Regions from separate parts of the Sus scrofa genome. Here all the other regions are linked to region 3. A link is a contact called in public Hi-C and HiChIP or PLAC-seq data. All regions are on one chromosome and are shown on one strand. Each heading gives the region's core, a stretch centred on a gene start, on an enhancer-like site or on the middle of the called end of the contact. The rest is flanking DNA. Distances are from core to core; before and after follow the strand shown.

Region 1 (7,204 bases), core at 3,286-5,785, 180 kb after region 3:
TTCTAATACCATAAACACATTCCCTTTGAGTTTTATACTCTTGTACACATTCTATTTTTTACCCCTTAAGAAAAATAGTAAGTTCTGTTACTAGAGTTATTTATCATTTTCCCACAATTTGAGTGATCTTTCTTTTGAAAATCACTCTGTGTTCCACTTACTGGCATATTATGCTAACCTATAAGGTTCCAGGTTGCTAAAGGCAAAAAATGACAGGATTGTTTAATACTGAAAATAGACAAAAGCAGGCCTTTGGGCAGTCAACAAAAAAGATTAAAATCTGACCTTAAATCTTCCAAAAATCTAAAATTAATCTGTGTTTCCTCACATGAGTCATTGGTAGAAATCCAAGTTTTGTTTGATGTTATTGATCTTTGTTTTCATGTGTCACCGTGGGAGTGGTCAGTTTTTCTAGTTGTGTGAAATAAGTGGAAAGAGGAATATTAGCACACATTATTGTATATACCACAACTAAAATACCCCTGTGATGATAGCATGTTAGTTTAGACTATGTTTGATTTTATTTTATGGTGAATTTTAAACTTTTTTGTTTTTATTTTGGGGGATTCTGGTAACTGTGAACAGCAATCCATGTATATCTAGGTGTAAAAAGATATTTGTAAAGATAGCCAGCTTTTTCTATTGCGGATGAGTAGCAAGTTGTAGTTGCTTTCTGTAACTTAAGTCACTTGCTCTGCTGAATACCTAAACAAAATATCAATAAAGAAAAAAATGTGTACCTGTTGCCTTGTGAGCGTTACAGAATTTAGCACTTCTCAATACGTTCCTTTAAAAAGAAGAAGTAGTGAGTGGATGGCAAGTTTTGGTGTAGGGAGGAAAGGAAAATTTACCTCGAAATTCTGTTGACGTCCTCATTCATTTTGCTTTAGGCCTGTTTGTGTAATATGTTTTCATAGGTGGTGACAGTAATAATGTGGTGAAAATATTAGTCGCCTTAATACACTCCCAGGTGGTTTGACTATTAATCAGAGACACCATGAAGAATAAAGGATCAGAGCCAGAGATTGGGTTCTTTTCAGTGAGATTGGGCTGCAGCTATGAAATGGGTGTGTCATTTAATATTTTCTGGCCTCAGTTTGTAAAATAAGAGGGGTGGACCCGAATGATTATTTGGCTTCTTCTTGACACTATCGTAATCAGTATCACTTCAAAAGTCAGGTTTTCCTGTTGGAGTTCCAGGGTGCATAGAACTAAGGGCTGTGAGGCTGTCCCTTATGATTTTTTGAGCTTGGCATTTAATATTTTATGGCAAAGTTTTTAGTTTAACATAATTGAACTTGTACTAGATAGGGTTAATAGGCTAGAACAAAAGGTCAAAGCATAAGGCATTAGGCTTAATTAAGGGAGAGCAGGAGTGGCAGGAGTGTGTGACAGTTAAATGGGTTTCCCACAGACTAATGTCGGTTACAGTGCAACCATGCCTCAACTTAAGTGGGTTATTTTGTGCAAAGGGCAGCAGTGATTAGCAGTTTGACATGCCAGACACTTCTGGCCAATCCCATCTGTTTTAGAGGTTAAAAAAGCACACCTTTATGAGCTGATGGATTGATTTGTGTGCCCGTCTGGTAAAGATTAGAAGTCCAAGGCCAGTGCAGTAAATGTCAGTTATAGAATATTGTACTTTCTTCGTTGGCTCATTGTTTTAACCGTCAACTGTTTTATAATGGGGGATAACTGCTGTTTATGGAGTTGAAGGCAAGATGGGTGGGGGAACAGGTGAGAGAGGAAGAGAAATATTTCCTAGAAGGAATTGTCAATTAACATATGCTGTAGCCAGTGTTTCCAATGGAGATATGGCCTCCTAGATACACTTCATCTTGTGCAGTGTTTTTGGTCTATTCCTTATACTCGAGTCAAGTTCTTTTCTGGGTTAAGGAGCATCCTGTCCATCTAGGATTTAACTTTGCATTCAGAATGGATACATTTCTTTAGGCACCTCTTTTTCAGACAAGATGAATCTTTTACCTCCATGCTATACCATACCATATTAAGTGTAATATTTTGATCATTGGCCTCCCTGGGGAAGGAAGGGGAAAGGAAAAGAGAAGATGGAAAGAGGAGGGCACGTGTGTGTGCACACGTGCGTGCGCGCACACACACACACACACACACACACACACACACACGCATACCTGCTACGTGGGTAGTGTTTACTGAGCTCGCCTGAGATTGCTGCATGCTGTTCAGATGCACGTGTCAGAACCCAGGCTTGGACTTTTTTCTTCAACTTTGAGACCTGTAAGAATGATGCCATTAATATACTTTGTTTTCAGTTCAAGGTTGTAAGTAGTTCATATAAAGATACAAAGGCTAGATTGTGGTTTTAAAAATTGCTTTTAACATATTCTAATATCCAAGGAAAGGAGAGTCCTAATTTTATGTATATGAAATAGAACTTTAGGTATTGTGATCATGATTAATGAGCTTTAGGGACATAAAGCTGTACTCAGTCTTTTGGATGGACCGAGGGAAGTATTTGAGAAATAGCAGAAAGTTATCCTATTTATCAGAAAATTATCATGAGCCCGAGGTTTGAAATCAAATAAAAATGTGGCCAAGAACACTGGAAGTAATATTAGAAGACGCTGATGGGCTCAATCCTTTTGTCCTTATCAAACTATGTGAACCATAAATTGCTTATTATACAATCATGCATATTATCTATATCATGTTAAACCCTGGATTACTGCTTATAGAAAGAATTAAAATATCTAAAGAAAATAGGGTCACTGAGAGTTATGTGTGGATCATAAAAAGTGCTAGTACTTTTTAAAATATATGTATGCATTTATTTTACTACTAAGCTATTCCACAACAAATTGGCCTAACTTATAGAGAGAAATTGAGATGTCTTTTTTCTCATTTAAAAAGGACAAAGTGACATCAAGGTATTGGGATTTATTTAGGAATATAGTATTTAAATAAATGTTTTTCATCCTTATATTCTTTGTGGAGTAGCATCAGTTGAAATGATTTGGATCTAATACAGATTTACATGCAATACTCCTGCCCTTCTGTGTAGGGAGAGAAGGTGAAGAAGACCAAATTTTATATCATTACTTTTCATTCACTAAATCATATTTAACTTGCCAAAGTTTGGTTTGAGCAGTATCAAAGTGCTTTGGTAGCAAATTAAATATGAGAGATTTATCTCATTTAATGGACAGAAACTTCTTAAATGAAGCTCCTGGTGATGTTGTATTAAACCTAGAACAGATATGTGAGGCTCTACATTCATACGAATGTTACAAACATTTTTAAAGGTCCCTAGATCCTATTCTTTTAGTTTCCTTCTCTTCAGCAAGTTCAAAGACTAATTATATCTAGTTTGTATTAGAATATTACTGAAGGGAAATACCTTGTAGGACTAACTTGTTCTTGTGTTAGGATACAATCTGAAGTTTTGAAGAATACACATGGTCCCTTATAATTTATGGTAGTCAATTTCTGTCAATCAGTTGTATTCCTTTACTTTTATTAATGTGGTATTATTGACTCTAAGACATGTCAAAGTCTCTCCTCTAAGCAAATCAGTTGAATAAATGTTTAGGTTATGAAAACTGAAAGCAGAAGCACTTAATATACTTAGCATCCTGTGTGGCAATGCTTGTCCTAAAAATTGTTACAGCTTTATAATCTGAATTTTAGTTGTTATAAATTTTTGTGAGACAATGGAAAAAATAATAGCCCTTATTTCATGTTTTGATTTTAAATGCAGTTAAAGCATAGATTGTCCTTTGCCTCTATTCAGGGAGATTGGTTTTAGTAAGAAAACCGTAATATATGATGGATTTATCAAATATATATTCTTACGACATTTTATATGTATATTTATAAAATCATTGTGTATATGTGTGATATATTAGATATCAGATAGAGATGTTAGGGATGGCTGCACCTGTTGATTGCATGAAGCATTTGGTGTCTCCTAATGAGGGAGGGGGACGGTCTACCCCAGTGTCTGAGTACACCATTCCTCCTTGGTGAATTGCATACATTTTACTTTTTTGTATTCTGTGACCTTGCAGTCAGTGACTTCAGCCCAGAATAGTTTCAAAGTCATGTAAATGAATGCAATTAAGGTATTGCTTATCATCTTACATAGTTCAGATGGAACTTTATTGGATAGAGAGGTTTGTTTGCTTTATGAGGAAGGTCAAAATAAGGTTAAATTTTATTATATAAAATGATTTGGTAATGTTTTTATTTAGCTGCTGAAAAATGGTGTCCTAGTAGGAAATGATAATGCTTTTCTTTTTTTCTCTCTCTCTTTTTAATCACTAGGCGGTATCTTCAGGGTTTTTCATTTGTTTTCTGTTTTAAGGTGATGCCTACTGTCTACTAATACAATTTTAGGAACATTCTGCCGTTAGTTGTGGTTCTAAGTATCTTTCATTTACACATATAGATGGCATTCTCTGCTGCTGCTGGAGGATAGCTCAGGAGCTGCTGATGCATGTGTGTAAAGGATTTGCCCAGTCACCATGCCAACTGAGGCGGGACCTCAGACAGCAGGACTAGAGTCCCCAATTCACCTGGGCAGAAAAGAGATCTGCCACCCAGCCCAGCTGACTGTCTCTAGGGGTTAAGGGAGTGTTGACATAGATAGTAGGAGAGTCTTGCTAATGAAGAACTGAGAGAGAAAAGGTGGGGGGTATGGAGAAAGACTGAGAATTGAGTGTGTGGTGTATGAGACATGAAGTTAAAAGAAAGGCAGGTATTCTTCATTGTGGTTGGCTTATGACCAACCTTCTTTCCTTTATTTGTATTTCTTTTTTTTTTTTTTAACTTTAGAATGATATTAGTTGATAAAGTCTTACATGAGCAGACATTAGCTCAGCATCAGCTCTATGCCTTGCACCATACTAGGTACTGGGGGATTCAGAGATGAATGAAAGGCTCTCAGTTGCAGGGAGAGTAACGGTAAGCAGGATACAAAGAAAGTGACCCAGAGGCAGAGTGGTTGAAGAGCCTACTTCCCTAGGATGTTAAGGGAACCTCTCCCGCAGACATTTATAATCTATGTATGGGTTTTAAGGAGACTGAAGGGTATCAGGTAAAATGAAGTGATAATGAAGAATACTTTATTTTGGGAGTTTAAGTTTAGATGGATAGGTTTATCTGAAGGCTCAGCTATTATCCTTGAGAACTGATCATAGTCTGTGGGATGGGGGAATTGAGAATTCTAGAGATGTAACCCAGACATAAACACAGTGGAATGCTGCTGTGGTGAAATCTCGGAGTTTGTACTATACCTTCCTTATCAGCAGCTAGTTGCACTGTCCACTGGCCTATTGATCAGTATACAGTTTCCTCAGCCACCACAGTATTAAAGTGTGGGCATGTCTCTTGCTGGCCAAAAAACATTTCACCCACTCTTTTGTTCTTGAAGGTATAAACTTTCCTGCATGTTGATGTCATTCTATATCTAGGATGGTTCTATTAACATTTTTTGTTTCTAATGAGCTGGGGAAAAAATGAGGTATTTCAACTCTTATGTTAACTGTCAAGTGATTCTAACACTTTTTCTCCCAAGATCCTTGATCAGAATTCCTCTTGGTTATTGACATTAACTTCTCACACATTTAAGAACTGGTGATAGAGTCTTTATTCAGTGTAAAGACAGGTAGTGTGCTTTAGTATAAATAATTTTCTGAAGCATATTTATATCAGATGTGGTCAACAGCTATGCCCAAGGAAAACATATATAATTAAGAATTTTTTTTCAAATATTTTATTTTAGTTGTAGTTAAGATTTCATTGTAAAACATGCTATTGAAATTCTTTAAGATGCACTTGAAGTAACACTTATTTCTGTTAATTTTCAGAGAGTGTTTGGATTGTGAGCGATTTAAGGACTCAGTTCTCAGGACCCATTATTTTAACATTTGGGAGAAACACATCCAGAAGGTATTGTATTTTGTCTCATTGCTCCACTTTTAAAAAATAAAGTTAAGCCTTTTCAGTTGTAGGAAAGAAAGAATATTATGCCATTTTTAATTGTTTATTTTTCTTAAGTTTCAGAGATTGATAAACTAGTTGTTTGGCATTTGTAACAGAGAAGAGGTACATATTTTAGTGTTGGTAAATTCTGAATTTTGTATGGGAAAAAGAAATCTGGTTTAGACTGAACCAGTTTTGTCTTTATTAAACATCTGAGGTATTTACATTTTACCATTTCAGTATAGTATGATTTTAAAGAATGTTGTAATTTGAAAATGAGTTATAAAAGATTTCTATTAATCTAAGACCATGTGAAATATACATTAAACATTCAGGCAGTCTTGAAGTTCTTCCTGCCCATGGCAGTTCTGCCTCCCATTGTAGGAGCCAGCTGCCTTCTGTGATTCCATCGGTCTTTCGTCAGGGTCCGTGGACACATTTAACTGGGTCACCTGACTCTGCTTCTGAACATCATCTGCTGAGTTCCCCCTGCATTATCACATCTGTCTAGACTGATGCAGCATAACAGTTCATCTGCTTGTAGACCCTGCGTCTCAGCACATGTGATCTCTTACCAGGAAGGAAGGATATTAGGATCATCATTTGTGAGACTTCCCTGCCTTGTGTTTTTGTTCTTTACAACCCCAAGACCCCATGAGGATATACCAGCCTATTTGGCTGAAGTCAGTGGCGAACACAGTTCCTTCAGCCAAATCTACCCTTTCCTTCTTGGTGTCCACTTTTATACCTTCCCTAAGTCTCATGTTTGTCTTTTTTAAAAACTTGCCAGTTGTCTTGCTTGGAAAAGAAACAGATAAAGGAAGGATGCACAATGCATTTAATAATGTATTTGTTAAAGTTGTAGTGAATAGGTCAACCTCTTTAAGTACATATTTCTGTATTAACTGGATAGTCATGATCTTAAAATGGGTTTTAAAACAAATGAGACTTATCATATAAGGAAGACTTTTGCTTTATTATTGGATGTTTGGATACCTCTTTGAATATCTAAAATCATGGATGTGGATGAGTAACACAAGTAGTACTTCTGCATTTCCGATGAATATTTATTGCTACTTTTATCTGTGTTCGTAGTAGTCTAGTGATTTAAAGTGAAATTATTCATTCTACAACATAAGTACTTGTGAAATTTTGTATTAATCTTTTTCTCAGTCTTTAGTAGAGAGCAGAGTTATTCTGTAGAAGTGTAAGGTGAGCTGCTCAAATTTTAAATTTTCTA
Region 2 (6,654 bases), core at 1,158-3,657, 160 kb after region 3:
CTCAGGGCACTGCAGCACATCCTTACTGCTGCAGCTTCCAGCAGGTCACTGCCTCAAACAAAGACTGGGGTACATTTATACTCTACAAGTAACTGGGAATGGAAGAATTGAAGGGCAAAATCTTAGGCTTCTATTGCCAGGAAGATGCTTGACAGTAAGAGCGTAGGGGTAGTTCTGTGTTCTAAGGAAGATTTTTTTAAAGTTTATTCAACCCCAAATTTATAGAGTTTTATTCCTGCTATAAAGCCAGTTTACACTGACAGTCTACCACCAGAGTTATTAGAACTAGAAGTAGCTGTAACTACAGTATGGTTAATGAAGACACAGTACATAAAATGTAAACTTTGCTGATTCTCTAATTGGCATAAAAGCTTAGACACAAGAAAGTGATCTTTGTAACATAGCTAAACACCTGTAATCAACACAAATAAAATCACAGATTTCACAAGATTTAGATTTTCATCTTAAATCTTCCTTTAACTGTACTATTAAAGACTTCATTTGTCCCCTAGAGCTGCACTGTCCACGTGGTAGCCACTGGCCACATGTGGCTGTTAAGCACTTGAGGGTGACTAGTCCAAATCCAGATAGGTTAGGAGTGTAAAAACCACACTGGATATTAAAAACTTAGCGTGAAAGAATGTAAAATATCTAATGAATAATTTTATGTGTGTACACACAGAATGATATTTTTGATATTATAGGTGAAATATATTATTAAAATTAATTTTACCTGTTTCTTTGTATTTAAAAAAATTGGCTATCAGAAAATTTTAAAGTGCCTTTGTAACTCACATTTATGGCTAGCTTTGTATTTTTATTGGACAGTGCTTCTCTAAGAGACTGAGAGACATAACAACCTAACTACATTGAGATCCCATTTGAATGTTTTTGTCAGCTGTCATAGTTCACTAGTCACTAGTTCATGGTGTAGAAAGTGGGCTCAATACTTCTCAATGTCCATTTTTGTTTTCTTCACACTTTGCTACTTAAAGAGTCTTTTCCTTTTCTGAGAACCGCTTTCCACTTTGCCTACTTGGCAAATTCTTCTTACCTATGAATGGCCAGCTGAAGCACTCTGTTCTCTGTAAAACTTTCCCTGAATTGCCTTACCCCACACCTGAACCCCAAGTAGAATTAAAGACTCTGTCCTGTGGCTATGACAGTATCTTGTCCAATATCTACCGGATGGCTACCGCTGGCACACACAGTGTGCCAGGGATAAGTGATGGAGGTACCCAAATGTGAACGAGAGGGATATGGCCCCTGGGGCTGTAGTACTTGAACTTAGAATGGTTAAACATCCTGTCACCAACTGGTGTGAACAATGCTCTAGCAGGACAGACTCAGGGAGCACATCATAAGCACGCCTCTCCCAGATGCCTTCTTTGTGGGGGATGAACATATTGAGCCCGAACTGTAAGTCTCTGAGCCCACAGGAACCCCAGGGTTTGTAAACCTACTTGTGTGTTTAAGTATATAAGCTCAAGGGTGTCTTTTTCACATCACGATTGGTTATATGAGAGTTGTCTTCACTACACAAATTACTGAATAGGCATTCTTATATTACATATATGCCCCAGTATCCTTGCAATGACTCTCTTAGCCAGGAAACTTAGGTATTGATTTTTTCAAAAAAAAAAAAAAAAAACAAAGAACAACAAAATAGCCCCAACACAATTAGAATGATTAAGTAAAAATGAATTCTGCAAAAGGTGTGCAATTTACTTAACACTAATGCACTACCAAAAAGAGTTCAGGATTTCAATGATTGGAGTTCTGTGAGGTTGAGAAGAGAGCTTAATAATGAGGTGAGCAGCTTTGTTAAGTCACCTAACATATTGCAGCAGACTTTTTTAACACTAGTGTTGGAGGGCAAGACCAAAACTTGATATAACCTGACTTAGGAAGTTGTTTATCTACCAACTGCAATCATCTAAAACTCTTGCTAAGAAGCAAAAAGAATATTTTCAGAGCAACAGTTGAGCGGTCCAAATGTGTCACAGAATCTATGCACTAAGGTTCATGTGCTTTACTCCTTGGTGAGCACATTAGTTCCTTCCAGGGAACCCACTCAGTTTTACTTTAGACTGTATTGTGACAAGTGAGGCTATCTGGATTCTCAGACCTCACCAGACTAGCAGCTGCCAATCAGAAGAGGAGGAGAATGTTGGAGGCAGGCATGCTGGCAAAAGAGAGAAAAGACACCAGATTGTCAGTTAGAGAAGGGGGAGAGAAACTACAACGGGCAGAGATAATCACTCAGTCCCAGTATCCCAGAGTCTTTCAGGGCAGAGACTGATGGCTTATATACCTCCTGGGAGCAGCCTTAACACCTTGGAAGAAGCCTGATAAAGAACAGGAACTGGACGTAGTTGCTAAATCCACTATAACCTACTATATAATAAACACTTTAAATAAAATTAACCCAGAATTTCGACAAAAAGCCAAACTGTTTTAGAAAACAGAAATATTTATAATACATAGAAAACATTTGTACAAGAGTTAAAACAAGTTTGACTTTTTTTATTTTTAAACAAGTTTGACTCCTTAAAGAGCCAAGCTCCAATTATGCTGATCATCACTTAATTGGAAGACTTGGCTTTGCATCAATCCTGGGTTAATGTTATGCTATAGAACAGCAGACTTTACCAAGTTGTCTTGAACAGATTTCAAACAGTGGTATATGCAAATAACAAACTATCATAAGAGGTCTAAACTGTATAAGAGGGCGACAGACTGCACAGTTGAATCAACCACCAGAGTGATGTAAAAGAATTGTTCTAAAATGCAGTATCACCATGGAGCAAAATAAACCTACCATGTACCCAGCACTGTGCTACGGGCTGGATTTAAGAATTAATTTGAAAAATTGCTTTCACTTTTCAGATTGTGAAGGTATTCCAGAACTCTCATTCATATTTGTAAAGGTTAAATGACATTTTAAATGCACAGCACAGCCATTACATAACAGGCATAGAATACTGTTTATGACTTGGATAGTTCTTTTTTTTAAGTGCACCAGCAACTCTATTTTCAAATGCTATGGAATTCACAAGGTTTCCTACATAGAAGAATGGAATGCCTCATCCACTCACTTGTTTTGTGTAATAAGTGTTTTAAAACAGGCATGCCATTTCGGAGTTTAAAGGGAGGCTAAGCTGCACTTTAGCGTTTCGGAGCAAGCAAAAACAATTTCAGCAACGGTACTCATTTCCCCCGGTAATTTTGTTTTTCATGGCGAGTTACTAAATGCTAGATGCTAGTAGTCAAAAAGAAACCTGACATCTGGGGAGGTGTTGAGGGGGTGTTAATAGTTCTAGTTAGATGTCTGGGGAGCGCTGAGGATAAGATTTTAAAACAGCAAATACAGGGAGAAAGGGGAAATTACGGTTTCGTATGACTCTCTCCTCCCTCCACTTTCTCTCTTCACCAATCCTTATCCCCCTCAATTTAGAGGCGGGTTCAGCGAGATCTGGCTGCAGGAAACCAAGAGGCTCCACCGCGCTGCCGCCCCAGCCTCGTGATGTAATTGTTATTTCTTATTCGGAGCTTGAACCAGGGAGAGCTGCTGAAGAAGTGGCAGCCCTGTGCCTTTTGCCTTGTCTGGTCGGGTCAGATTCTTCCCGGGGATGATGTAGATTCGCTGACGGACTCCGCTGGAGACTTCGCAGTGACAAAGCAGCTGAAGAAAAACCCTGCTCCTGGGTCCTCCGTCCGTCTGGGGAGCCGAACGGAGCACTCCTCAGGTCTCCTTCCCAGTTTTCCTCTGGGAGTCACTCCGCATTTAATCCCTGGGTGCCTCCTACGTGCTGGGCGTGGGGTCCAAGTGACCTGCAGTTAGTGCCCCTGTCCCCCAAGATTAAAGCAAGACACACAGATTACAAGGTGGTGGAAGTTGGGGGTGGCGAGAAGGGGCCAAGGGGACGCGTGTCCTGGGGTGAAATGGAAGGAGGGGGCTCCTGAGGCGTCAGCACCCAGGAGGGGACCCCGGGCGTTCGGGTCCCCGGGCTGTGCCCCCCAAGGCGAGCATTTGCCCTGTGGAATGAGCTCGATGCCCCGGGCCCCTGGGACGAGCTGTCCCGGCGCCTTCGGCGGTGGGGGCGGCTGGACAGAGCCGGGAGCCGCGGGGGACTGCGCGAGCGCGTGGAGCAGCTACCTCTCCCCGCCACCGCGATCCTCCCGCAGCCGCGGGTCCCCGCAGCCCCCGCCCGACAGTCCGAAGGGCGGGCTAGGAGGAAAACAGCCAACCGAGGGGGGCTCCTCGGCTCCCGCGTGCTGCCGGGACCCGGGCTCCTGCCTCCCGCCCCGGCCACAATGGGAAAGAGGGGGAGAAAAGGGTTAAGAAACTTGGCTGAAGAGCTGAATGGCGTGGAGCGGCGAGGGGAGGGACTGGGCCGCGGCGGACTCGGCGGCGGAGGGAGGAGCGCGGCTGCGGGCGGGCGGCGAGCGAGGCGCTCAAAGTCAGCCTCGCAGACATTGCAGCAGAGCCCCGAACTCGGGAGGCGGCGGCGGCCGTGGCGGCGGAGGAGGAGGAGGAGGAGGAGAAGGCGGCCGAGGCGGAGGGACGATCCGGCCCCACGCCCGCGCGCCAGCCAGTGGCCTCGCGTCTGCTGCTGCGCTCAGCAGCGCTGCTGGTCGGAGGAAAGAGCTCGCCGGGGCGCCGGGGGAGGACCGGGCGGCGGGGCGCCTAGGCGGAGTGAGCTTGCCGGAGCCCGGGGCTTGGAGCCGCGGCGGCCTCGGGTGAGTGGCGGCCGCGGCCGGGGGGCTCAGAGGAGCGGCCGCTGGCGCCGCCGGAAACGACCCGGGAGCGCGGCCCGCGGCGGCGGCGGCGGCGTTGGCAGGCAGGGCCGCGGGGGCGTCGGGGCGTCGGGCCGGGGCTGCCTGCTGCGGGAACGGACGCGGACAGCACGGTGGGCTCGGCGGCCGGGCGATGTGTGGGGGTGGTTTCCGGGGAAATCCTGCCTCTCCTGCGGTGTTCGAATCTCCCCGGGAACTCGGGGGGCCCGGGCAGCGGGGCCGCAAGTTGGGGAGTTGGCTCCGGGCTCACTGGCGGGTCCGTGCGGGTCCTGGGCCGTGGGGCGGCCGCCTGGTGGCCCCGGAGCCGGGCCGGATACTGGGGGTCCGGGCCAGGGTCGTGCCCTGCTCGGCTGCTCTCTCGGCCCGGAGCCCTTCTCGCCTTGCAGCTCTGGGTCTCGCCGCCCCGGGCGTTCTGGGCGGCGCCGGGCGCAGCTCCCCGCCTCTCGCTCGGGTGCCTCCCTGCTCGGTGCTCGCTGGATCCCGGACCGGGGAAAGTGAAAAGGAAAAGGTGCCGGAGCGCCCTGGCTCCAGGCAGACCCCAGGGCCCGGCCCGTCGGTGCTTGTCCTTCCCCTGCAGAGGGCGAGGCCCCTTGGACCCCAGGCCTCAACCATCACTTTACCTCTGGGTCAGAAACGGGGTTCGCATTTAGGGGGAGCCCGGTGCAGGTCCTGGGAAGCTTTAGGAGGCTTCTTTTTTCTCTTCTACCTGCGTCCTCTTCCTACTACTAGTGAATGTTGTTATTTTATGAAGGGTTGCCCTGGAAATATTTACAGACCATCACATCCTTTCCAAAGTAGTTTCCAAATTTTAATCAAGAGTTGGTGTTCAGTCTGAAGGAACAAAGGAATCAACTGCCTTAGAGGCGAACAAGCTGGGAGGGAATCTGTGACACATGTTGATCTTTCTCTGAAGCATTATTCGAGTTTCTACCTTCTATCTCATTGGGGATTGAATTGAGTTTTGGAGATGTTAGAAGAACCGAAGGAGCAGTACTTTAGCGTTTGAAGTTTTTGTTTGTTTGCTTTTTTTTTTTTTTTTAATAGCGCATTTTTACATTGGAAAAGAATTAATACGTTCCTAGCTCCAAGGACTTTTCACTCAGTTTGTGGAACTGAGTTGGAGTTTGTCTTCGGGCATGTAAATGATTCAAGGTGAGATTGTGCGGGGGTGGGGGGGGGATTGATTTTAGAGGAAGAGAGACTGACTATCCATAGGTGTCCAAAGTAAAAATGCTTGTCGGGTTATAAGTAATGTTTGCTTTTTACATTGCAGCTTTACATCTGGGGGGGGGGGGGGGGTTGTGAAGCTTTGGTAATTCATTCTTTAAAGTTATGAATTGCATTGAACCTGCTTATTAGTGAATCATGGATTTAGCGAGTGGGTGGCATCTTCCTGATGTGATTATTCAATGTTTAGTCACTAGTTTGCCACCTTTGTTGAAGAGACACTGAAATTAGTGGACTTTTTGCACAAAGGGTGCTTCAGCTGCCTGGCACCTAAGTGTGGGTTGCTGTCTGGAGTTTCTTGAAATGTCTTTCACCTTTGAAGTAAGTTGGTCTGGTTTTGCCCAGCGGTTTGGTAACGTGCATCAAGTTGAACTGGTTCAGAGAGTAGTGCCTTCATCACCGGTAGTAACTTTTCTCTGCCTGGAATTAGTTTCTAGAGACAAAGAAGAAGATTCAGTCAATGGAACAGCCACTGTCCTTCATGCTTATGTGAGTGTTACTTTAGCCTGTTTCCTCCACTCTGGTGGGGAGAGACCTCTTTCCATACTTATCCTGAAAAGGCCCTAGGAGTGTGAGTAAAATATTTATTAAAAACAAACGAAAAAGAGGACTACTCATTGTTGGTTT
Region 3 (6,479 bases), core at 2,676-5,175:
CGTTGCCATGAGGTGTGGTGTAGATTGCAGACTCAGCTCAGATCTGGCATTGGTAGATTGGTAGCTCTCATTTGACCCCTAGCCTGGGAACTTACATGTTCTGGGGGAGTTATTCTTGGAATATCCTGTGTATTCTCAGTACTTAAGAAAAGAAATCACTACAGGAGAGAGAAGGAGCTACGGAGAATTGTATTCGTCACCTAGCAAAGTTTTAGCACCTGACGATTTGAGACACAGTTATACATTTCTTATCTCACTATTTCCATTTGTTACTCACAATAATTGGTGAAATGTATAGGCCAGATATTATTACTTACAATTAACAGGTAAGCAAAATGAGATCCAGGGTAAGTGACTGCCATTTTCAAGGTCTTGAAGCTAATTTTTGGTGGAGGCAAGAACTGAGATCAAGTCTCTGGATACCAAGAACAGCACCAGTGATGTAATGTTTCTTCAATTTCCTTGGTTTTTATTTTCCATTCTTAGCAATGTCTTGGTTCCATTTGTCCTATGGCATCAAATCTGTCCAGAAGATGCTGGAAAGCAATGAGTCCTCCCTGTCCTTGTGGGTGGACCACGTAAATAAACTTCAAGCAGTTTGAAGCATCCTTGAGAGCTGATAGACTCCTCTTCATATTACTTTTATAGATTCTTCAGGGTCCATTGTTATTTTTGAAGCTTTCTTCCAAGAAATAAACAGAATCATATTTCCCCCCTAGAGTAACTTCTTCTAACCCCAAATGATTTGAACTAGTTATGTAATTAGTATAGGAATACATATTCTTATAAAAGACTGAAAAGTGTTTTGTATTCATTTTGTTCATAGTATCCATAATATATGTATTGTATGCATAGATAATCAGACATTAATGCTGCTTGAATTTTGACCACATTAAATTTTAGTATGAAAATCTTTGTAATAATCAGGTTATGGCATTAAAATAAAATGCGGAGAGCAACAATTAGTTCTGGTTCAATTATTCCACACCAAATTATCTTCAGTCAATTATTATGAATAAATGTATATGGTTCTTGCATTATTAATATATGAGCTACAAGTTCTGCATTTAGCTTTCAATTGTTGTTCCTTGTATGACATCCATTTTGATCAGCTTATGGTCATATTTCCAGAGTTACCTGTATTTCCAATTTTATTTCATTTTTCCCTTAAACTATTTCTTTATGAAAAGTGTTCCTAATTTTTAAAAATGAAATTGTTTCATACAAGTGCCCTTAAAGAAGATTGCATCATAGTCAAGTGCTGTAATTTCTAAAACCCAAAGAAACTGGTGTAAGATATGAATGAAGATTATTTGGGATTTTCTTTTATCTAAAGCCCCAGAATTTTAATTGTAAGATTGATTATTTCCACTTATAAGCCGAGTCTACTTATGGGGGCTATATTTGGTTCCAAAATCTTATTGCAGAAGCTTCTGATTGAGATCACGCTCTGTCTTTTCTCACAGTGATTTCTCAGAACACTCCACTGAGATAGGTGCTAATTTCTCTTTCTTTACTTCCTACAAGTGGAATTAAGTGAGAATGTTCAACCAGCTTCTTTTCTTTCAAATTGACTTATAGCTCTTGGAACACTCTTAGAAATGAAGGAAATTCATCTACCCAGATCAGGGAATTCTGCAGATTTACAAGCTTGAAGTTTTGCTCTTCATTGTGTTATACATTTTTGTTAATGGTCAGTACTGGGGGAAATGCCATTGACACTGAAAATATTTCTTTAAAAAGAGGATGAATAGATGCTATTAAACTTACTGGAGTTGTTGCACTTAACAACAACAAAAACACAAGGGGAATTTTAGAAGAGTGGAATTAAGCTGTTCAAAGAATGCATGTCATGGACCATGCATGGTGGGTTCCCTGGTGGGTTTCAAGCAGCAGCAAGCTTGCTTTACTAAAACATAGTATTTGGGAGGCCTGCTAAGAACCTTGCAGTGACTATGTCTTAACTCTTTCTGTCTCCACCACAGCACCGAGCTGGTGACCTTGCAGAAAATAGGTGTTTAAGTAAAAGCTTGCTGCATGAATGAATGCATGGCCCTAGGTTGATTCCAAAAGAAAATTCACATTTGTATAACATGGTATCTCCTAGAAGCTCTTAGTTTCAACCTTCCTCCCCTAGAGACCTCCAGAAGGGTGCCAGGGCCATCTTTCTGAAATGCAAATCTTGCCTTGACATTCTTCTAGCTAATCACCTTCACTGGCTCCCATGTACCCACAGGAATCAATCCAAAGTTCATAATCAGACATGGAGATCCCTTGCTCCCACCTCAGACCCCAGCTTTATCTCTTCTTCCTACTCCTCTAACCCTTCCCAACCATCCACTAGTAAATTATGTACATCTACCTGTGTTCTCTTTCTGTGCTTTTATGTATGGTGTTCTCAGTGTCCTTGCTTATCAAGTTCCTGGCTAATCTATCTTTCAGTATCTGGTCAAAACTCACCTTCTCTGAGAAGCTCTCCCAGAAACCCTACTTCCTGCAGCCTGGTTGTCTGTGTCTCATTCTGGCTTTCAGTATCTTCTGGCATCTGGGTAGGTGGGGTTTGCTGTCCTCTGCCTCCCTGGACTCTGCTGTGTGAAGATCTTGGGTTCGTTTAACCTTTAAATCCAAGGCACTCAGTGTCAATCAATGTGCCAGGTCCACAGTAGGCACTCATACAAGTTGGCAGGGGTGGGGTGGGAAGATAAAGGGGGAGCAAGAGGAAAAAAAGAAAGAATGGCGGGAAAGAAGGAGAAGAGAAGGAAGCAGAAAAGAAGTTATTGGTTCAGACCATTTTTCTAGGCTCTAGAAGCCAGAAACAACTCTAAAAATCAAGAAATGTTCAACATTAAAAAAAAAAAAAATCTACTAAACATGGAATATATATTTTAAAGAATTAGCTTTTATATTTTGTAACTTCTGCGTAAGTCTTAATAGCAATTATTGTGAATCAATTCCTCTTGAGTGATTACATGATTTAAAAAAACAAATGCAGTAATTTTCTTATTAAAGCCTGCCCTTTGAAATCAAAGAAAGCATAAATATTTCCAAGTTTATTTGACTCCAACATTGAGGTAAAAACCCAATTCAGAAATAACAAAATTCTCATTCTAGAATACTTTGTTTAAATACCAAGTAAAAAGTTAATTATTTTGCAGTTTTTGATGTGTTTTTGGGTCATGAGATAAGTCTACTTTACTTCCTCTTTACCACGGGCTGGAGGCTTTTAACTATTTATGGATTTCACTGATCAGCAAGCTCAGCTAAACTGAACCGCTCCAAGGAGTGCGGAATTTTAATAGAAGCGGGGCTTTCTTTAAACGTGGTTGCCTTTAAAGGGAACTTAAGATATGTTTGAATATCTTTCTTTATAATATGCAAAGATGCAATCATTTGGAGAAACATACAAATAACTTGTCATGCTAATTATAAAACCTAACAGTGCAGTATAAATTCCTAAGTTAAAAAAAGAGAGAGAGAAATCCATGCTGGAGATGGAGAGAGAGGACGTGCACAACACAGAAAACCACCAAACATTGCAATAGATGCTTCCCTTTGCTCTTCATACACACTCCCACTCCTTTCCAAACTACCCAGACTATCAGGGACCTCAACAAAACAAACAAGCACCCTGTGCATGGCAGAGAAGATTGGAGTTTGACTCTAAATATGCAAGTAAAAATAAAAACTTCTTGCATTGATCATTCATGTAGGATAGTCTTGCTTTAGATGTAGCAATATTCTTCACCCTTCTGCAACCTTTTCTCCCTTAAACATTGAGCCTTGCAGCTGGGAAATCTGCCTATCTCTCAGATCAAGAAAGCCTGTCCAAGGCCATCCAGTCCAAGGCCATCCAGTCCAAGGCCATGAGGTACAGAGCAGTGAGTCTGAAGCAAAACTGAGAACCCAGGCACTGCAGTCCCAGTTGGTCAGACCACTAGGCCACATTGCACCATCACAGCAAAGACAAACACCAGGGTTGTTCCAGGGCAGTCTATGTTTGTTTATGAATGTGTTTGCAACCTTTCCGAAGCCTTGTTGTCCTAATTTCTTTTCCTGTTTGCAACTTATGAGCATTTCTCTCTTCTTCACCCCTGATCTAACCTATTTATGTGATCCTTTTTATTCTTTTGTTTGAAATGGATTCTGGGAGCAACTGAAGGAGAAAATGGAATAAAATGACAGCTTCTGGGTTGTCTGGAAGCACATTTATATCAGGGTGTTGGTGCTTATCTTACTGTAGATAATATTAAGGAAATGCATCAGCACCAAAAACTATTTTACAAAAAAAAAAAAAAAAAAAAAAAAAAGCAACCAAAATGTGCTTTGAGCCCAAAACAACTTCAGACTCTCCCCTACATGTTTTGAGTCAAAGAATCTCAAGACAGTGAGGAAGTGATGGAAGTTAGATAATCAATTGATTAGGATCCTTTTAACCCAAATGCAAGGGTGAATTTGCCCAAACTTATGTTGTAAATAGAATCACATTTTCTAAGTGTCTGCTTAAATATACAGGGTGTGTGAAGAATCACATAAGATAGATTCATCAGTCAATATGCTGCTTTAAAACACATGGTCTATTAGACAAAACTGAAAAGCCCAGAAATAAAGTAGGAAAAACAAATGTAACACATCATGATTGCTAATACTTTGATGGAAAGCAGGCTGGTCTAGAGGAGGTCGAGAAGGTAGACCAACTGCTGTTGAACTTCTAATGTGAACCCTAAGCATGGGGAAGATTTCAAGGTTAGAGGCACTGTTTTTTTAAATCTAATTTCATTTAACTTTATTCTTTGATATAGGAATTAATAGGTTTGTCCTAACACTATCATTAAAAGCCATGGTCAGGTCAATATTTGGCTCACAGATGCAATGAATATATAATATTTCTATCAGAAACCAAGAACATATTTTGTAGAGGCAAAATTGTTTTTTCTAGTGTGTAAATTAAATAGCATTTTTTTCCCTCTCTAATTACCTTTGGGTTTTTAATGTCTGTTTCTCTCACTTTCAAAATCTGGGTCTCCAAGACTTGAACACAGCAGTGAGTGAGGAGAGCAGCTGGGTCATCTACCTGGTCACCAGGCTAAACTGGTCCTACAGCCAGCAGTGCCAGACCTCTGAGTCCCTGCCCTTGTGTGTCTGGGATCAGGCAGCTTCAGCTCACAGTGACCTCTTGTGAGGAAACTGGCCGTGAGCCCTGACCCCTGGGTGGGGCGGGAACATTGCAGTCAGGCCCATTGCCTAATCCTTCTGACTCCACTGGAGCCTAAAATGAGGAAGAATGGGATGAGTCTTACCTCAAAAAGGGGTATAAAAGGAAGAAGGGGAAAGATGAACAAATAGCCCTAAGGTAATAGAGATCCCTGGCCCCCATGTCTCCCCTCTTGGGAAGGTCAAGAACTTTCAGCTCTTACTGATGGTTAATAAGATGGTAGAATCTTTGGAAAGGGAAGCTAGCAGCCAGCCTGTTAGTTTGTCTAAGAGAAAAGAATCTAATTAGGAGCTAAACCAGGCTGGATAGGAGAGAAAATGGGCTCTCTTAGGAGCCTTAAGAATGAAAAGAATGAAATGCCACCGTTCATAAGGGATTGAGGGAAACCAGTGTTTCCTGTGATACAACCTGGCTTTTGTCTAATTGTCAACTTACCTCATTATCTCAAGGGGTTTGTTTGTTTGTTTGTTTTTGGCTTTTTAAGGCTACACCTGTGGCATATGGAAGTTACCAGGCTAGGGGCTGAATCAGAGCTATAGCTGTCGGCCTATGCTACACAGCAATGCAGGATCCGTGTCTATGACCTACACCACAGCTCACAGAAATTCCTTAACCCTCTGAGCGAGGCCAGAGATCGAACCGGCAACCTCATGGTTCCTAGTCAGATTGTTTCCACTGCACTACAACAGGAACTCCTCTCAAGGAGTCTGGAAGAGAAAGGAGAACACTCTGATGGTTGACCTACTCCCTGACAGGTTTTGTTTATTTGTATCTTTGTTCATTTTTCTTGACTATCTCTTAGAGAATTTTCCAGCCATTTGGCTCTCAGATGGCTTTTCCTGGAGAAAAATCCCAACAACTGCATATGAAAGAAATCACGCAAAACCTTGGGAATGATAAGTATCACAGAATATTCTTTTAAGTCCTGTTGTCCTTGGTGCCTGGAAGCTAGGTAACCACACAACCATAAGCATGAGTTCCCTCAGCCAAATTATCCAGGTCATGGAAAGACCGGTCAGTAAGCTCTGCATTTTCAGTAGGCATGAAGGAAAGCAGAGAAGCAGCACTGTTTCCATAACAGCATCCCCTGATGGCTTCCCACAGTCCTTGATCAAATTCTCTGATGTAGGTACTCAGCCTAATTCTTTGATTTTTCATATTGCCTGGAGGAAGCTAGTGCTACACTAAATGAAAGAGGAAGAAAATGCACTCATTCATCCTCCTGAATCAAATGGCTAAGGAAGGAGGGAGACTTTACAAGTTAGCA
Region 4 (7,032 bases), core at 1,801-4,300, 230 kb after region 3:
GAATAGCTTTTGGAGTATAGTATGATGTGTTTTTAACAAATGTTGAAGAGTGTCTTACTGTATATTTTAGAAAAATGTTTTAAAAATTTTATCAAAGTTAGCTATTTTCTGGACCCACATGACCTCTTAGCCCCTCAGACCTGAGAAACATTATTTAGGTTTGATACCCTGCTGTAAAACAAGAGGGAACCTGAAGCTTAGCTTTCAGTTCAGTGCAGGTCAGAGGAGTACATCTCCTTGATATTATTGCTCCAAACAGCGGCTGCAGACGTGGAAGCAGGACAGCCAGGACAATGGCATGCTGACTCTTCCACATCAGTATTCAAGACCTGCTTGGATAATGTTTGTTTTTGTTGAATTGGTTTTCAGATTTTCAGGTTTAAAGGCTTTTAAAAGTAATTTGATCACTTTTACACATTCTAATAGAATCACTTTATGGCAGGAGATTGTTTTTATTTAGCCAAACACAGTGAAAGCTCATACTTGACGCTCTTCAGCAAATAGAGGTTCACAGGAAAAAGATCACCCTAAGGATAGCTTTGACCAATTTGCTTTCATCTTTATCACACAACTTAAAGGGTTCAAGTTGCTTGGTAAATGATTATTATCTACTTCAGTGATTGACTTTTTTTTTTTTTTCAAATGGACATTGAGAAATAATTTCTCAGCTGTGATTACTGTACATTTCAAAGTTAATTCCTAAAGCCTTTTAAGGATGAATTTGATTTGTCTGATCTTAGGGATTAAATCTTTCAATGTGCTACCTCATTTCTTAAATACAGCTCCATCATAAGAAAATTTAACAATGAAATATTTTAATGTTAAATAGGTTTTATTCAACTTCCTATAGAGTGAGTAGTTTGAGAGAGGGATATGGTGGAAAGCTTTATGATACCAGCATTTTGAAACCTTTGCTCATTCTTATCTATAGTCCATAAGCATATTACATCTTAAAACCTTGGCCAGGAAGACACTGATCAGAGGAAATTAAGTGAAAAATGATCACGTTTTAACAAAGAGATGTTAAAATAAAGATCTTCTTGAAAGTATTTAAATCTTGTGTTTTTCTTTTTTTATTACTCAATGAATTTTATTACAAAATTTATAGTTGTACAACAATCATCATGACCCAATTTTATTGCATGTGTGACAGGTATTCTGTTAGAAAAATGCAAGAATGCTATAAAATCTTGTGTTTTTCTAACGGGAATACTAGTCACATGTTTTTCAAATCCAGAGAACTTCCTGTGTAGGATAAAATACTTTATTACTCTTTGATTTTGTAATTTTTTTGTGAGTTTATATTTAGAGGGACAAAGGAGGTCTTAGATTTGAAACCAAACATTACAAATGGCACTATCATATTGTTTTAAATCTTAAGGTACCTTAGAATTATGACAGCTTACCCCTCATTGTCTGAACCTCTAAGTGTTTGACTTGTTGCATGTTTTACTGGGAATGTGATCCCTGCCAGGTGCTGGGATATAAGACAACAGAGGTGGACTCCTTGCCCAGAAGAGCTTTACACTCTAGTTGAGGGCCACGCATAAACGGCGCAAAATGCAGTTTTGTAATGAGATGATTGAAAGATGTACTGAGTAGTGCTGGGGAGTCCTGCAGGTCCCCAGCCTGCATAGTTCAGGGAAGGCTGCCCAAGGAGGGAAGGGGTGAGTCCTCAGCTGAGACTTACAGACTGTAAAAGATTTTATTCCTTGAGCTTGATTATCAGCAAATGGAGCATTGTTATATGATGCATTTTTAACTCTGATATATTTTATCAAGTGATGATGATGGTAAGGATTGTGTGGGTGAAAGGGGAGAAGGACACTGAGCAGAAAGTTCTGTCAAGAACTTTTTATTCTTTTTATTCTACGTCACATTATTTTTCCCATGGTTATGTCTTAGTCATATCCTCATGTGTAATGGCAAGGATTTAAATATAAAACACATTATTCATTTTATATAAATGCTATAATTGAAAGCACAGTAAGTACCAAAATAATAAAGCAAAATATAGAGTAAATATTGATATAAGAACTTAAGTGATGGTGGAATTGAACAAACAGAGAGGTATGGCATATATGTGCCAGTCCCTATATCTTTTTTATCTAAAAAGGAAAGGAAAGAGGAAAGGGAAGGAAAAGAGAAAGAAAGGAAAGAAAGGAAGGAAGGAAGGAAGGAAGAAAGAAAGAAAGAAAGAAAGAAAGAAAGAAAGAAAGAAAGAAAGAAAGAAAGAAAGAAAAACAGAAAGAAAGAAAGGAAGAGAAGAAGGGAGAGAGAAGGGAGAGAAAAGGAGAGAAAGAGAGAAAGGGAGAGAGAAGGAGAGAAGGAATGATGTATATAACGGAGATTCTCACAAAGCTAAAGTATTTAAATTTTTGATGTTAAAATGTTTTAATTTTATTAAATAACGTTCATAGTAGGTAGTAGTAGTTGTTTCTAATGATCTCAGTTGCCAAAGTAAAAATTACCCGGAAGCATTTTTAGTCCAGTAAAGTGAAGTCAGAAAGACACTGACCTATGTTACCAGCACTGTTCTTCCTGCTTCTTCTCCAGCCCATAGAGCCTCTTCTAAAGCCTCCTTTCTACCCCGCAGCCCAATCTGTATCTGAGTATCAGGTGCCGAGGCAAATCACGCGGACTCTCCCTGCTCCTGGACTGAGTATGCCCGAGACCTGGACAGCAGCACAGCCTGTCTCAGATGGGCAGTTACTGGCTACAGTTCCTGAGGTTTTTACTTCAGACATTTGCCGTGTATACTGATGAGCAAAGGAGACGTTATAGAGAGGTATGGGTGGCAGTTTCACAGTCAAAATGAAACCATTTAAAGTGAGTAGCCTACCAGTGGTGTGCCAGTAGCTTCATCTCCCTAGTTGAAAAATGTATTTTAATGTTACATGTTACTATTTGAAGACATAGAAATTCTTCAGGTACAGTGTGCATTTTCTTATTGTTTTGCTCATTAATCCCTTGGGGTGGGAACCAATGGGGTTCCTTGGCTTCTTCCCTTTACACTGTGACCACTCTTCTCTCTGTCCATGGATAGGGTCTGTAAGTGATATTCTCTGCCACAGACTGACTAAAATCCTCAATCTAGAAAGCTTTGTGTTCTGGGCTGTTCCAGGAAGCATGATGTCATGATAATTTTACCATTTTTGGCAAGTCAAGTCAGAGTTCACAAAGCAAGGCAGCACTTTTACCTAGGCAGCACCTAAAGAACATAATTATTAATTAAGTGATAAATGATTCCTCTAAATAGACTTTGTATATAAAATATATTTTATAAGTAATTCTGTTTAAAATAGAAAATATATCTATAGGTTTTGTGATCAAAGTTTGATGTATGAATTGATGCCCATTACTGATAATTTTGTTATACTCATGGTCTGCTTCTGCCTGGTAAAAAAAGTTCCTTTTCTTCCCCCTTTTTTTTTTGGCTGGGGGAGGGGGAGGCACGCCCACAGCATGTGCAAGTTTCCCAGGCCAGGGATCTAAGTCCCACCACAGCACTGACCCAAGCCACAGCACTGACCCAAGCCACAGCACTGATGCCAGATCCTTAACCCACCAGACCACCAGAGAATTGTGGAAGTTCAGTTTTCACTGATACTTAATTTATTTGTTTTTCCCTTTTCCTTGGTAATTGAGAAATTAGTGGACATTCTAGGATAGGACAATTCTGGTATTTCATTCAAACCTATTTAAGTGATCAAAAATAATTTTGCAAAATGAAAAACTGATAATGGGTGCATATACATGTATCATAATTTGAAAATTATATAAAGCTACAGCAGGTGTGATGCTTGATTTAACAAGGAAAGCTTTTATATTACACATTTACCCCAACAGTATTTTATGTATCCTTAAAAATAATTTCTTGGTCAGAATGCTTCAGTAAGGACATTCACCACATAACTCTTGACTTTATAAACGTAATTTAAGATAAATTCAATATATTGTTTGAACAGCTGAAACAAAAGGCATGGTTTTGTTAGATAATTACACTGTTGAATAATAAACTCCATTAAGAATCACTTTGTTGCTCTTATTGATAAGCAGAGTTTCTTCCTATATGTATACTTTGAAAATTATTGCAGAAGATTAGGATGCATTGTAAAATTTTTCTGATTCAACCTATTTTTAGCACTTAAATCTATGGATTTGGGAAGAAGTGACCCAAGATACTAAAAAATAGACAATTCCTATTTTAAGTGGTACAAAGGCTTGGAAGTGTTGGGGAGCATGGTTGAGTCAGGAACCTGCAAGTTAAATTGATTTCAGAATTGTCACTTGGCAAGGATCAGTTAGAACAAATGAATAAATAAATATGCAGGCCTACAGACATACACAACTCATGATTCTGAAACATATATACACTGATTTTCTATCCTACTCTTTGATCTAATGCAACATTCTTAATAGAACGTACTTTGTAAAAAAAAGTACATGAAGATCTTGTCCTCAAAGATGGGGAACATTTTAAGAACAGGGTGTACCCTGTGAGTAAATGCAGTGTGTCTAGTAAGTATACTAAAAACCCCAGGAGCTTTGATCTAATGCCAGCTGTTTCATCAGTTCTGTTGGTAATCTTTTTTAGTGATCTGTGACCTTGACCTTGTGCTTAGGTCTGTATGTCAAATCTATTTTGGGGATGGGAAAAACGTAGTTGGATTTAATAGGATTTATACTCCAGTCTCAAAGGATGTTCATATATATATATATATATGCATACACACACATACACACACACACGTACTATAGATATTCCAACAATTCCAGGAGAAGAAAGTGCCATTCTCCATTATATTTCATAGTTTGGAATATGAAAATATATGGAGATTGGAAAATATTATGCTTCTCAAGACTGATAGAAAGCACCAGTTACTTTGAAGAGCTATTGGAAAAGTTAGGAGAAGCTATACTGTGGGTTTTATACTTAGACCTTTCTTTCCACACTTATGTGCCACCAAATAATGTTAGTTTTATGTTTCTCCAGAGAAACTATTGTTTAACTGAAAGAGTGAGCAGACATTAATATTAATGTTCAATAAATATCACATGTACTCTTTAACATATAATAACTATCTTCCTGAATTTTAAAAAATTAGTTAGAATTAATTTTACTTAAAAATATTCTAGTTTCAAAGAGTTCCCATCGTGGCTTAGTGGTTAGCAAGTCCGACTAGGATCCATGGGGTTGCAGGTTTGATCCCTGGCCTCAACTGGGGGTTAAGGATCTGGCGTTGACATGACCTGTGGTGTAGGTCGCAGATGCGTCTCGGATCCCACGTTGCTGTGGCTCTGGTGTAGGCTGGCGGCTATAGCTCCAATTAGACCCCTATCCTGGGAACCTCCATATGCTGTGGGTGTGGCTCTAGAAAAGACGAAAAAGACAAAAAAAAAAAAAAATTCTAGTTTCTATGTTTTCAAGATAATACAGTACAGCGTCCATGGAGGGCTTCTATTTTGGAACAGATATTGTCAGTTAAGCTCTTTCTCTAGCTGCTTTGATTTGGTGAATGTTTTTAATTTAAAATCTCTTAAGTTATAATCTTAATTTTGATTATAAATTAAATTTTTATATAAACTATGGAGACAGAAGAAAATGAATAGTGGATTTGTTGAATCTGATTCATAGACATAAGCCTCGTGAGGATAATTCAGAACAGAGGGGCTCTTCACTTCCCTGAATCATTTATAGGGGACAATTATTTTACCTTTCTCATGCATTGATCTGTGTTATCAAGGGTTTGAAGTCTTTACTCTCCCATTGTGTTTGGTATACAGTCATCAAGAGATAAGCAAAAGCTCCAGTTTGAATATAAGCTTCTATTTAGCTTTTAAGTAAACATCTGTTTGAAATTTTGTGACTCCAGTAATGAAAGTAGTGAAGATAAAATAACTTTGGGGGAATGGATGGGTAGGTTGTATGGCTGTTTAAAAATAATTTCCTTCCCCTAGAATTCAGTAAGAAGACTATAAAATATATTGGTCAGGGATATCTCCACACCTTTGTGACAGCATATCATCTTTTTGGTTAAAATGCTTGTCGTTTTTATCAACTACAATTTTATAAGTTACTTGGAATCATAGAAATAAAGTGTTAGAGTTGAAGAGGTCCTCAGATACCTATGTCCTTCTGTTGAACGCTCAGTCCGTCAAGCACTCGTGTCTCCTAGTGAGTCTCTTGCTTGGGAATGTGAGTGAAACTCTTACTCCTGTGGAAGCAGCTGACAGCAAGTTAAAGCTGATGGACCTGGAAGGTAGGAGAAAATTTGGCCTTGGGCAAAAATGTGTAAGTCCCTCAGGTCGCAGTGGAGAACAGTCTGGGCAGCTGTTTTACTTGCTGCAATGTCAGTAGCTTCTGCTACCCATCTCTTAAGAGTATTTACATCTAAAATGAGAACCCTTGGGAGAGAGCAAGAAGCTCTTGTGGTCTAATTTTAAATGTTGAGGCTCTCCATTGAGCATTGTTTTTTTAGGTAAGTTTATTTTCTTGGCACCCATCAAATGATACAACCATACATCCATCTTTTGATAGATAAAACTGCAAAGAAAATTAATATCTTGGAATTTAAATTATATCAAAGTACATATACTTATTTTTTTTCAAGTAGTTGGAAATATTTTCTAATAAATGAAATCCTAAGGCTCCTCCTTTACTGTGCTTATATTATTCCCAGCTATGAAGTGGCAACAATTGAATGGTTAATTTTTTTTCAAAAACTAACTTTTAATGGAGGAATCATTGTAGTCTTCACTTTTCAATGAAGCCCCAGGACTGTTACCTGAAATTTCACTTTTCCTTTTTTGTTCTGTGACATTAAGCATTGGGTTTTATATATTCTAATTTTTCACTGGCCCTTGGTTTCGAAAGCTAATCTCATCCATTTGCATAAATGTTTGATGTTATATTTTCTTGATAAATTTTTCTTGGGTTTTTATTCCCTTTTCAACTCTTAAAACTTTCAGAGTCTCACCTAAGAGAACAACAAGTTCTCTGAATTATTTACTTGGATTTGTATTGCTTAA

Evidence for each region. A called contact is a pair of places that touch in the nucleus more often than the background predicts. HiChIP or PLAC-seq counts read pairs in DNA pulled down with a chosen protein or histone mark.
Region 1: a contact with region 3 is called in a Hi-C map of liver, with 8 times the contacts expected there. The contact joins two enhancer-like sites. A contact is called at or near these places in 1 of 47 Hi-C or Micro-C datasets (liver) and 1 of 2 datasets of contacts at active chromatin or transcription factors (alveolar macrophages).
Region 2: an H3K27ac HiChIP or PLAC-seq map of alveolar macrophages shows a contact between it and region 3. The contact joins the promoter of NRIP1 here to the enhancer-like site in region 3. A contact is called at or near these places in 1 of 5 promoter capture datasets (liver), 8 of 47 Hi-C or Micro-C datasets (embryonic fibroblasts, liver, retroperitoneal adipose tissue and 1 more) and 2 of 2 datasets of contacts at active chromatin or transcription factors (alveolar macrophages and skeletal muscle).
Region 4: a contact with region 3 is called in a Hi-C map of liver, with 4 times the contacts expected there. The contact joins two enhancer-like sites. A contact is called at or near these places in 1 of 47 Hi-C or Micro-C datasets (liver) and 1 of 2 datasets of contacts at active chromatin or transcription factors (alveolar macrophages).

The regions. Positions count from the first base shown.
Region 1 is chr13:179,894,867-179,902,070 of Sscrofa11.1, reverse strand. NRIP1 (nuclear receptor-interacting protein 1) reads left to right here. Exons shown (of 3, transcript XM_021070819.1): 2 at 5,850-5,931. Among named protein-coding and RNA genes, the nearest start is that of NRIP1, 18 kb to the left of the region's middle. Within about 2 kb of position 4,535, at least 7 of the 83 cell types and tissues checked have an H3K27ac peak or open chromatin away from gene starts, as enhancers often do. A contact at or near this core is called in liver, where this site is marked.
Region 2 is chr13:179,911,979-179,918,632 of Sscrofa11.1, reverse strand. NRIP1 (nuclear receptor-interacting protein 1) reads left to right here and starts at 2,407. Exons shown (of 3, transcript XM_021070819.1): 1 at 2,407-3,749.
Region 3 is chr13:180,073,422-180,079,900 of Sscrofa11.1, reverse strand. No RefSeq gene overlaps it. Among named protein-coding and RNA genes, the nearest start is that of NRIP1, 160 kb to the right of the region's middle. Within about 2 kb of position 3,925, at least 11 of the 83 cell types and tissues checked have an H3K27ac peak or open chromatin away from gene starts, as enhancers often do. A contact at or near this core is called in alveolar macrophages, liver and retroperitoneal adipose tissue, where this site is marked.
Region 4 is chr13:179,838,274-179,845,305 of Sscrofa11.1, reverse strand. All of the region lies in intron 2 of NRIP1 (nuclear receptor-interacting protein 1), which reads left to right. Among named protein-coding and RNA genes, the nearest start is that of NRIP1, 74 kb to the left of the region's middle. Within about 2 kb of position 3,050, at least 13 of the 83 cell types and tissues checked have an H3K27ac peak or open chromatin away from gene starts, as enhancers often do. A contact at or near this core is called in liver, where this site is marked.